3 separate regions of the Sus scrofa genome follow, and all the other regions are linked to region 3. Evidence: chromatin contacts called from public Hi-C and HiChIP or PLAC-seq data. All regions are on one chromosome and are shown on one strand. Each heading gives the region's core, a stretch centred on a gene start, on an enhancer-like site or on the middle of the called end of the contact. The rest is flanking DNA. Distances are from core to core; before and after follow the strand shown.

Region 1 (3,491 bases), core at 288-2,787, 170 kb after region 3:
GGTTGCTTGCCATGCATTTCTCCATGTGTGAGATCACCACCACTTCCTAGGCGCTGGCCCTGGGCCTGAGAACAGCCTCTGAAACACTGGGGATTCAGCAGGACAAACAGAAACTGGGACAGAGGGTGTGAGGAGTAGAGGATGGCCAGTGGGGGGGGGGGCTTGCAGAGGCTGGGGGTAGGGGGGCACCCTGTTCCTGGTTGGGGCAGGGCCCCAGGACATTTCCTGGGTTCTCTGAACACCACCCCTGCCCCTGAACTTACCTTGGGGAGGAACTCATTCATCCTCAGCAAATGCTGCTGAACCCTTTTGAGGCCAGCATTGAGAGCCAGGTCTATGGAAATGACTCAGACATAGAGAGCACCTGACTGCAAGGACTCATAGGGATGGGGTGCAGAGAGCTGGGAGCATCAGAAAAGATTATTTTCAGGAGCTGGCCTGAGAACAGGACTTGTTAGAGAACGGAAAGAATTGACAGAGCTGGAAAGGACATTTCAGGTCAGAGGTGCTGACACAAACGGAGAAGGATCTAGCTGGAACAGAGGGCTGAGAGAAGGCGGAGCCTTAGAGCCAGGAAGGACCTTAGGATGATCCAGCTGTAGTGCCAGCTGTGGGGACCATGTCAGGAAGCTGGGGTGCTCTCTCACAAGATGAAGGGATTTCTGCTCCAAATCAGCAAAGAAAATGGGAGGCTGTTTATTCCGCAGCCAGGAAACATGTCCAGAAACCAAGATGTGCAGTGTGGTGGGTGGCACCTTCAATCAATATACCAAATAATGTACTCTCAAAAGTGTCTGCTTTGTGTACAGAAGCACCCAAGGCCTGCTGTTCTAGAACCATGGCAGGAGGTGTCAATAATGGGTCCACTGCACTGTAAACAGAAACCACCTGACCCTTGGCCATCAGGGATCTCTCATATGAGTAAGAAAACATGCATAACAGAGGGCTAGGGTGATGGTAAGCATGCCACTTGGGGTTCTTAGTTACAAGCAATGGAAACCAACTCTAGTTAATTTAAGCAGAATGGTTTTATTGGAAAGCTATGGGGGAACTTGGGGAATTGTCAGAGAGGACAGAGAGTCAGAAACTGGCAGGAACAAGGGAACTGGGCAGCCAAGGACATGGCTACATCCCTCCCAGGAGCTCTGGGCCACCACCCGCCTTAGTAAACCTTCCGGTCCTCTGACTCCTCCCCCCAGACAGACGCCCCATGTCGGATGTGATGAGACTGAGGTCTCGGCTCAGGCTGCTGGGTCTGGGGACCTGAGTCTCAGGCCTTGTTGATGTCCCTAGTCGGGAGAGCCTGACCTCTGGTTTGACTCTCTGCAGCCATGGGCTTATCCAACAGGGGACCCGCAGGGGCTGAGGAGAAGTCCCCTTCCATGGATTTACTAATTCTGACTCTAAGGGAAATTGGGGCCACCACTATTCAAGGAGGAGGGAGGAGAACGACCAGGCTGCAAGAGGGTTCCTAACACCCCTCCTTGTGTGGTTCCAGTCAAGGGACTGCAGAGGTTAATATTAGGCCAACCACCACAACCCCACCCAAATGAGGTCCCTCCAAGGTCACAGACTTCGGAGTCACCATGACAGCTGAGGTGCTGGCTGGAGGCCAAGGGGGAACACAGAATGGCTGTGAGGGATGAAGTTATAAATAGCAGCTTGACCAGCTGCAGCAAAAATAAGGACGGTGGCTTCCACCACGTTTCCATACTTGCAGAGATAGAAAAATTCTTTCTTTTTTATCAATTGGAAACTTTTTTGATTTGACTTATTTTGTTAACATTCATGAAAATACACTGACACTGGAAAAAAAAAATCCGGCAGATTAACTATTTCGGGGAGGGAAAAAAATCAAAAGCCTCACTCCTTTCCCTTAATCCCCTATCCTTCTCCAGAGGTAAACATTGCCATCAGTTAGGCTTCCAAACACTTTTATGCATTCTCACATATAGTTCAGTTTTGCAAGATTTTATTTTACATCAAGATTGTACATATTGCTCTACAATATGCTGCTTTTTTTTTTTAACTTAACATGTTTTGGAGATCTTTCCATAGCAGTCCATACAGTTTATAACTGTTGCATAGCACTAATTCCATACTACCACCGTATCTAATTTGCACTCAGGGACACGCACCATTTTCCATTTTGAAAGATAGCTAGCTACTCCTCAAACTGCTCTCCAAAAAGGCTGCTTTCGTTCACATTCACACCCCCCACACGAGTGCTCCCATTTTTTTCTCCTTCCAGCCCACACTAGATTATTACCACCATGAAAAACTACTGCTTTCTGGTAGACACAATCAGTTTCATTGTCGTATTAATTTACACATCACTGATTGCCTGTGAGGTTGATCATTAGCAGTATCCAAGCTGTTGGAGCCAAAAACAGTTCTCAAACTGTTGGTAGCAGTATCAATTAGTACAATCGCTTTGGAGAGCAGGTTGGCAATATCTAGTTAGAATGAAGATGCTCTAACCCTAAGACCCCCAAATTTCACCTCTGTACATTTACCCCTAGAGAAACTCATACATGTACACAAAGTTAAGTATGTTCACTGCTGCAAAATACTGGGATGAACCCATTCCCACAGTGGAAAATCTAGTATGCAGCAATTAAAAATGTTTGTATCACAATGGCTAAATCTCAAAAACAATGTTGAATGAAAAAAATCAAGTTGCAAAATGATACATACATTCTAGCAATTATGTCCATTTAAAAAAACATAAACATTCTATATCAGTTATGGAGATACAATACACATGTATACATACATATATACACTAATACACACACACACACTCACACACATCTAAAAACACAGACAAGAAGTAAACACACCATTTCCTGGGTAGTGCTTACCTCTGTGGAGGAAGGAAGGTAAATATGACGGGGAAGAACTTCACCTGTGCCTGAAAAGGTATATTTATTGGAAAGAGAGAGAGATCTGAAGCAAAAGGCCAAACATTCAAACCTACTCCCTTGGTGTGGGTGGGTACCTCTGTTTTTCACAGCACTTGTCTGGCATATAATTTTCTATTCCTTTTGTGACAGTGTGTTAAGGTATAGAATTAGCATACAGCTTTATTTTTTTTACCCACTCCCTCTGAGACTTCCTATTGTTGAAAAGGAGATTTTTAACTCCTTCACCCCTACACTCCGTTTGGACGTATTCCTACCACCACTGTTTATTTTTACTATGCTTTCTTGCTGTTTATTTACTTTTTATAGACTGACAGTATTTTCTACTCAACCTTTGTTCCTTTAGAAATAATTGGCCTTACTTTTTTGCTGTTGTTGAAGCCAGCATTTCCAGTGAAACTAAAGTCTTTCTCCAAGTAGAAACACCAAAAAAACCCCTATTTGGGATGCAAATGCAAGAGATTAATTATAAAGTCACTTAATGCCACCATTGTAGATGAAACCAAACAATTCCACTATACCATGTAAAACCAAAAGAACTTTAATAAGCTTTTACGGCACTGCAAT
Region 2 (3,356 bases), core at 383-2,882, 150 kb before region 3:
CAGAGGCCAGCACAGGATCAGTGCTCAGGAAACACTTGTGGACTTGAACCCTGAGAAGTACAAGTGGGTTGGGTAATACTGATCTGGTAGGCTTGGGGGAAGGGTTGTGACTATCACTGAAACAGAGAGAGCTTGGATAAGAGAGGGTCCACAGCCCCCATAGGTCCTGACTTCCTCTCTAGCTTCGTTGGGGAGTAATTTTTCCCTACCTCAGGGGCATGAATCACTACATCAGAGGCCCTGCTAGGGTGGGGCAGGAGGTGGGGGCCTGGAGTCATTGGCCCTGGCAGCGGGATGGAGTAGGCCCAGCCTTGCTACTGAGGCTCTGGTGGACAGGTTGAGGCAGAAAGACTGTGCCGTGACCAGGGGTGACCAGCGTGCAAAGCAGGCCTAGACATAGAGTCTGTTCTTTCCTCTGTGCCCTCCCCACCCAGGATGAGGTGTTGGCACCCTCAGGAGCTGCTGCTGTATTCCCATGTTTCCTAAGTCTGGCAGCATAGCCTCATCTGCCCCATCCCCCACCAGGTCTTGGGCTTGCCTCCTGACGGGCACTGGGAGTGCTGGTAGTGGAATCTAAAGTTGGTTCTTGGATTGGTGGTGATGATTTTAGCTGGAAACTTGAGGATGTGGCCAGGAACAAAGACGAACTTTCCTAGGCCTAGAAACCTTCTGGAAGACTGGAAGTGAAGAGTGGAATCCTGGCCATCCTGAAGGCCACTTCCTTCCAGGCATGAACCAGCTTTCAACTAGGAATGGATTAAGCAAGGAAGGAAGCAAGAAGGGGCTGGAAGTGTGGCGAGTGGGTATAGTACAGGGAAACAGGCATAGGCTTTGGAGACAGATAAGTCTGGGGCCAAATCCTGCTTCTACCACTGATCAGCTCTGTGACCTCAGATGAATCACTTCTTCCTGAGCCTAAAGGATTCTGAAGGGATATGCCTCTACTATGGTTCTTGGCACACAGTAGGTACTCAGACTGTTTTTCATCCTCAGGTTTTGCTGTACTGCCATACACTTGTGGCAATCCTAGTCTTCAAGCTGGATGATGGGTATATCCCTGCAGCTAGTTTTTGTCTCTCCTTGCTCACACCCCAATAAGGGGTCCATCTGGGAGCTGGGAGATTTTTAAACAGCTCCTCTTCTTCCCTTTCTACCCAGATCTTCCAGGCTCTGTCCCTGAAAGTGGGAGGAACCCCCTTCTCCCTTTTTATTTCCACCCAAATACAGGCCCACTCTATGAGCTAAAGAGATCATCAGAGGATCCAGTGAGAAACTCAGTAGCTCAGTCTCCTATTTAAGTGCAAGGACAGGAAACTGTGTAAATGGCGAGCACTTCGGGAATGTCATTCACCTAATTATTTCCATAAAGCAGCAGCAAGAAAACTTTATATCCTCTGCAGCCTGGCAGTCCCTGAGTCAATCCCAAACCCAGATCTTCCTCCTAGTGATCTCTTCTCCTCCCCATACCGGGCTTCTGTTCTTGCCAAAGCCACCTCCCCTATCCCAGGTCTTGCGTTCAAGTGCCTGTGCCAGGCTGCTGTGAGCCATGCTCTTGTTGGGGTGGGTGCTCTCAGTCGGTCCCAGGCGCCCGCAGTGCTATGGAAGACCAGTAGAGGGAGACGTTAGCACGTGTGTATGTCTGCTGTGGTCCGACCCAGGAGAGCGGGTCGGACCGGGAGGGTCTGAACTGTGGGATGGAGCCAAAGTTATAAGCAAGGAAGTGAGGAGGGGCGGGGAGAATGGGCCAGGGCTGGGAGACAAAGACCCAGATGGCGAGGCCGGGAGGAACTGGAGTCCGCAGTCTTGGGGCGAGGGCGCCCGCTTTTGCTTTTTCGAAAGGCGCCTCTGCCCTGCGCCTTTTCCTCTTTGCTCTCCAGGTGTCTTTCTTTACCGAGGTGCCCTCTAATCCCCGTTGCCGTATCCTGGGGCTTTGCCCGCGCCTTGAGACAACGCCAGACCCCAAAACTGGGCCCCCGTTGTTCCACAAAGCTCTTCCCCAAAGTTGAGACTCCCAAGGCCTGGTCCCCAGGGGCGAAGAACTCATCTTCCTCCCTCCCCTTTTCCGTACTTGACTCCTCTGAGATTCCACCACCCACCGCGATTGGTTTGTCTTTTCAGGACTCCGAGTCCATTTGCAAGCGGACCCGCACTGCGAGGGCGGAAGGAGGAAAGCCCACCAGAGACCTACGGGACTGAGAGTATACAAGCTATCCTTGCCACTGAGGTGGGCACGGGAGCAGGACTTCAGGGCTCGCGTGTGTAAAAAAAGAATGGCAGTACTTTCCCGGAATACTTAGGACAGGGCCTGTCTAGCCCAGGTCAGCGGGCCAGGCGCGCGGGGAGGAGAACAGGCCGACAGCTCAAGAGGAGCACCAACTTCCCACGGGCTGAGCGCTCTGGAAACGGACTAGGCGGGACCCACACCTAACCGCACAAGCCGCACACTCAAATTGGTGCCATCGAGAGCGCGGCGTCCTTAAGAGCTCCCTGAAACCCCACCCCCTTCCTGTTCTTGGGGGCGTGGTGCGGGGCAAGGACCCCGTGACGGAGCTTGCTATTGGCTAAGATGAGTAGGGTTGGCCTTGCGTTCGCCTGAGCAGGGGAGTAGACAGCTCAGCCGCGGCGGAGGGAGTCTATGCGCGCTGGACAGCAGTGGGAGGTGTGTGAGCCTCGCACTGGCCTCAGACCCTCGGGCGCAATCGTCGGGGAGCTAGGACTCGGCGGCTGGACTGCCGGGCCACCCGGCCGAGGCTTCAGAGGTGCAAACTGATGGGACTTGCTCGCTCGGCAGCGTCTCCCCGCTCTTATAAGTACACTGAGCGGGGCCCGCGCTGAAGTAGAAGCTGTCGGGGGGCGCACAGCCCGGAGTCTCAGTGTGGCCTGGAGGAACGGAGCCCGTGCCTGGGCGCTCCGGTCGGGAGCCCCCGGAACGAGTTCGTGTGTTGGGGAGACTCCCACTTCTTCCCAAGGGTGCCGATCCCGAAACGGTCGAGGCTTCTGGGCGACCGCAGAGTCTCCAGTGACGAGACCCCATTGGGGAGAAGGCGCGCAGTCCCAAACAGTCTCGGAAAGCCGAGCGGAATCCGGCGGGATCACCCGGGGGCTCACAGCCCCCGTCGCGCCTCGTGCGGCGGAGAGGCCAGGGGAGCGAGCCCTCGGAGGCCGCAGCTCATGCCCGGGTTGGGGGCGGCTGCCCAGTGAATCTTCCTGGCCGGCGGGGCGGAGAAGAGCGACACCGAAGCCGGCGGGAGGGGAGCACTTCAAGGCCGGCGGCTGCGGAGGATGGGCGCCTGAGCAGCTTGGAGTGCAGCGCGGCACGGGAAGGCGAGGCCAGCGTTGCTGAGGAGGCGCCAAGG
Region 3 (3,028 bases), core at 195-2,694:
CCTGCAGAGAGGGAAGCCGAGTGTAGAGAAGACAGGTGGGAGAGGAAGAAAGAATAAAAAGAGAGAGAGAGGGTGGGAAATGAGAGTGAGCAAGCGAGCAAGAAGTGGGAGGAAAAGAGTCAAGTGTCTGCACATGGACGGTGCCCTCTGGTCCCTTCACTGCCTATGCCCAGGCTGGTGATTCGATGGTGAGGCTATAAGCTTGCTTCTGCCAAACTGTGGGCCATCTGCATGCGGAGTGAAATGAGAGGGCCAGGAATCTGAGGCCTTGAATGTTGTTTCCTTTTTGGTTCCTGGCCTGGTGAGGCAGGGCTGTGGACACTGGCTAGAGGCCACTCTGGGGGAGGAACTAGTCCTCTGGCCAGCAGCAAGAGGCAGACACTGCTGTCTGGGGAAGACCTTGGTGGCTTTGCACTTTCTGCAAAAATGAGCTCTTTTCCAGGCCTGGCAAAGGGCTGTTCCACTCCTCGGGAGAGTGGGTAAAAATGTCACCTAAGCTCTGACCTCCAGAGTGCTCAGTGATAGGGACTAGCTCCTGGGTCCTCTGAGCACCTCAGAGACTCTTCTTCCCACACACACCTCCTGGGCCCCTGCTCTAGGGCACTGATTTAGCTACTCCACACATGGCTTCCTTTCATTCTCAAAACCACTCAAGATAGTTTCCTTCAGAGCTGAGGAAGTAATCCTCAGGGTGAAAAATGACTTGCCTACAGTCACACTCCCAGGAAGCTTCTGGGAGAACCTCAGTCAAGAGCTGTCTGGTTACAGGGTTGATGACTAATTCATAACCTCCTGGAAAGGAAGAGCCGATGGGTCAGAGGTCTCATCCCTGGCAAGTCCCAGTAATGTCTGACAGGGAGTATCACAGCCACGACTGAGCTCAAGGCAATTGGTTTCTGAGTTCCTCAGTTAAAAGATGAGAAAAACGGAGTCTGAGAGGAGAAAGGGCTTGTCCAGGCCTATAAAATCTCGTAAGTGACAGAACAGAGACTGGACCAGAGATATAACTCAGATGGGGGCTCCTCAGAGTGAGTTCAGAGGTGCCAGAAAGGCCTTCAACATTTGAATTCCAAAATATCCTGGTGTCCAAGGCTCACTTTGATGTTTCTTTGTGGAAGTAACCACACATTAGGATTTGGGATTGCCCCAGAAGATTCCAGCTGCATAACTGCTACATTGGCCCTGGAAGCCTGCCAGTCCTAAGGTCTGGCAGTGATAGGGAAGCAGGTACCTTGGTCATGGACATCTCAAGCTCAGAGTGGCTCTCCAAGCTTCATCCAAGAGCAGTGTCTCACAGGCCATCAGGAAGATCCAGAGTTCACGTTGCCACTCATAGAGGGGCAAAGGGCTGCCTGAGAGTACCTCAGTCCCCTGCCCCAGCCAGCTCTATACTCTATTGCCTTGGTCCCAGACAACACAAGCAGACAAACCCACAGTGGCAGTCCTGGTGGGGGCAGCCCAGGCCTGCACCTCTGGACTTGTAAGCTCTAGGCCTCCTGGGAGCTTTCCTTTGAACTCCACTAATAAGACCAAGCTGACCTGAAGCCCCTGCACATTTCTGTCAGATGTCACCAGTTCACCTCCCACACCCAGGGGGTGATAGGCTCCACTGGGTACCAGGAAATGGGTGGGCAAGAGGGCCCACAAGGGACCCGGGGGCTTGCCCAGCTAGGCGTCTCCCATCTCCCAGGACCTGCCTAGGGGGAAGTTGGCACTCACAGCCTCTCTGCCCCAGAGCAGAGCCCAACCAGGAGATTTCCCCGGTTAGGCCAGTCCAAACTCACTCCGACTCTACACAGGCCTGAGGAGGTGACAACCCTATCGACCAGCTCCTCCTGGCCCCCCATTTACATCTTGATTACATTCCTTGGGAAACGTCCAGGCCGCATTCCGCCTGGCAGGCTGCTGGGAAGACCCACAGAGCACTATGGCAACGCTGGAGGGGCCAGGCCTGCCGGGCAGCTGAGCAGCAGCCCCTAGGCTGGGGAACCTCCCTTGCAGGGCCAGTCTGGATTCCTTAACCCCGCCAACTCCTCTGGGCAGCACCCACTTATCCCTGGGCTCCTACCTCAGTCCTCCTCCTCCCACTCCCATCTCAGGCCAAACCTACACATGCCCAATGCCCAGCTCCCCCCCTCAAAGCTTGGAGAGAGCTGCTGTATTTCTCCAAAGCCACTTCCCCAGGCACCACTCCTGGGACCCCAGGGATGAGAAAGGGCTATGGATGGTGCAGCGTCCAGTGCAACCTTGGCACTGCCTCTCCTGAGCTGTTCACCAAAAGTGCTGGGCCGCAGCTGTAGCTTTCAAGCTTTTTTCTTTCTTCTTTTCCTCTTAAAAAACATAGTTCTGAGTTTCCCGTTGTGTCTCAGTGGTAACGAACCTGACTAGTATCCATGAGGATGCAGGTTTGATCCCTGCTCAGTGGGTTAAGGATCTGGCCTTGCTGTGAGCTGCAGTGTAGTTCACAGACACAGTTTGGATCCCTTGTTGCTGTGGCTGTGGCATAGTCTGGCAGCTGTAGCTCCAATTTGACTCCTAGCCTGGGAACTTCCATATGCAGCAGGTTCAGCCCTAAAAGCAAAACCAAAACAACAACAAAAGAAAACCCCACGTAGCTCTGAATTAAGACCCCAGTAAATCAGACTTTAAAAAAAATAATTGATTAGTTCCTCAGATTGCTTACATCTTCATAGTTTGGTATAAAATACTTCATTTTGGGTGAAACCCTAGAAACATCTTCATAGACCCTCCAGAGCACCTTAGAATATCAGGTATAGCTTCCTTCTCCAGCAACCCTCCCAAACCCTCCCCAAGAGAAGCAATGTGCCTTCTTTTCTCCTGTTCCTTTGGCTGCCCACAGTCCTTTTGGAGAGGCCAGGGCCAGAAGGGAGATGAGCAGAGGCCTCTATCTCCAGCCCCTCACTCAGCTCCCTGTTGGGGCAGAGAGCATGGACAGTAGTCTAACTCTCCTACCCCGGGTCTCCCTCCCTTCCTTCATATATTCGCAGAAGAAATATTTCACCAAGCA

The links. A called contact is a pair of places that touch in the nucleus more often than the background predicts. HiChIP or PLAC-seq counts read pairs in DNA pulled down with a chosen protein or histone mark.
Region 1: a Hi-C map of fetal heart ventricle shows a contact between it and region 3, with 2.3 times the contacts expected there. The contact joins two enhancer-like sites. A contact is called at or near these places in 1 of 5 promoter capture datasets (liver) and 1 of 47 Hi-C or Micro-C datasets (fetal heart ventricle).
Region 2: a contact with region 3 is called in an H3K27ac HiChIP or PLAC-seq map of skeletal muscle, with 6 times the contacts expected there. The contact joins the promoter of EFNB1 here to the enhancer-like site in region 3. A contact is called at or near these places in 1 of 5 promoter capture datasets (liver), 7 of 47 Hi-C or Micro-C datasets (embryonic fibroblasts, heart right ventricle, liver and 1 more) and 1 of 2 datasets of contacts at active chromatin or transcription factors (skeletal muscle).

Annotation. Positions count from the first base shown.
Region 1 is chrX:55,272,339-55,275,829 of Sscrofa11.1, forward strand. It overlaps PJA1 (E3 ubiquitin-protein ligase Praja-1), which reads right to left. Exons shown (of 3, transcript XM_005673705.3): 3 at 1,956-3,491. Among named protein-coding and RNA genes, the nearest start is that of PJA1, 6.5 kb to the right of the region's middle. Within about 2 kb of position 1,538, at least 12 of the 83 cell types and tissues checked have an H3K27ac peak or open chromatin away from gene starts, as enhancers often do.
Region 2 is chrX:54,945,707-54,949,062 of Sscrofa11.1, forward strand. EFNB1 (ephrin-B1) reads left to right here and starts at 1,633. Exons shown (of 5, transcript XM_021079969.1): 1 at 1,633-3,356.
Region 3 is chrX:55,098,022-55,101,049 of Sscrofa11.1, forward strand. No RefSeq gene overlaps it. Among named protein-coding and RNA genes, the nearest start is that of EFNB1, 150 kb to the left of the region's middle. Within about 2 kb of position 1,445, at least 20 of the 83 cell types and tissues checked have an H3K27ac peak or open chromatin away from gene starts, as enhancers often do.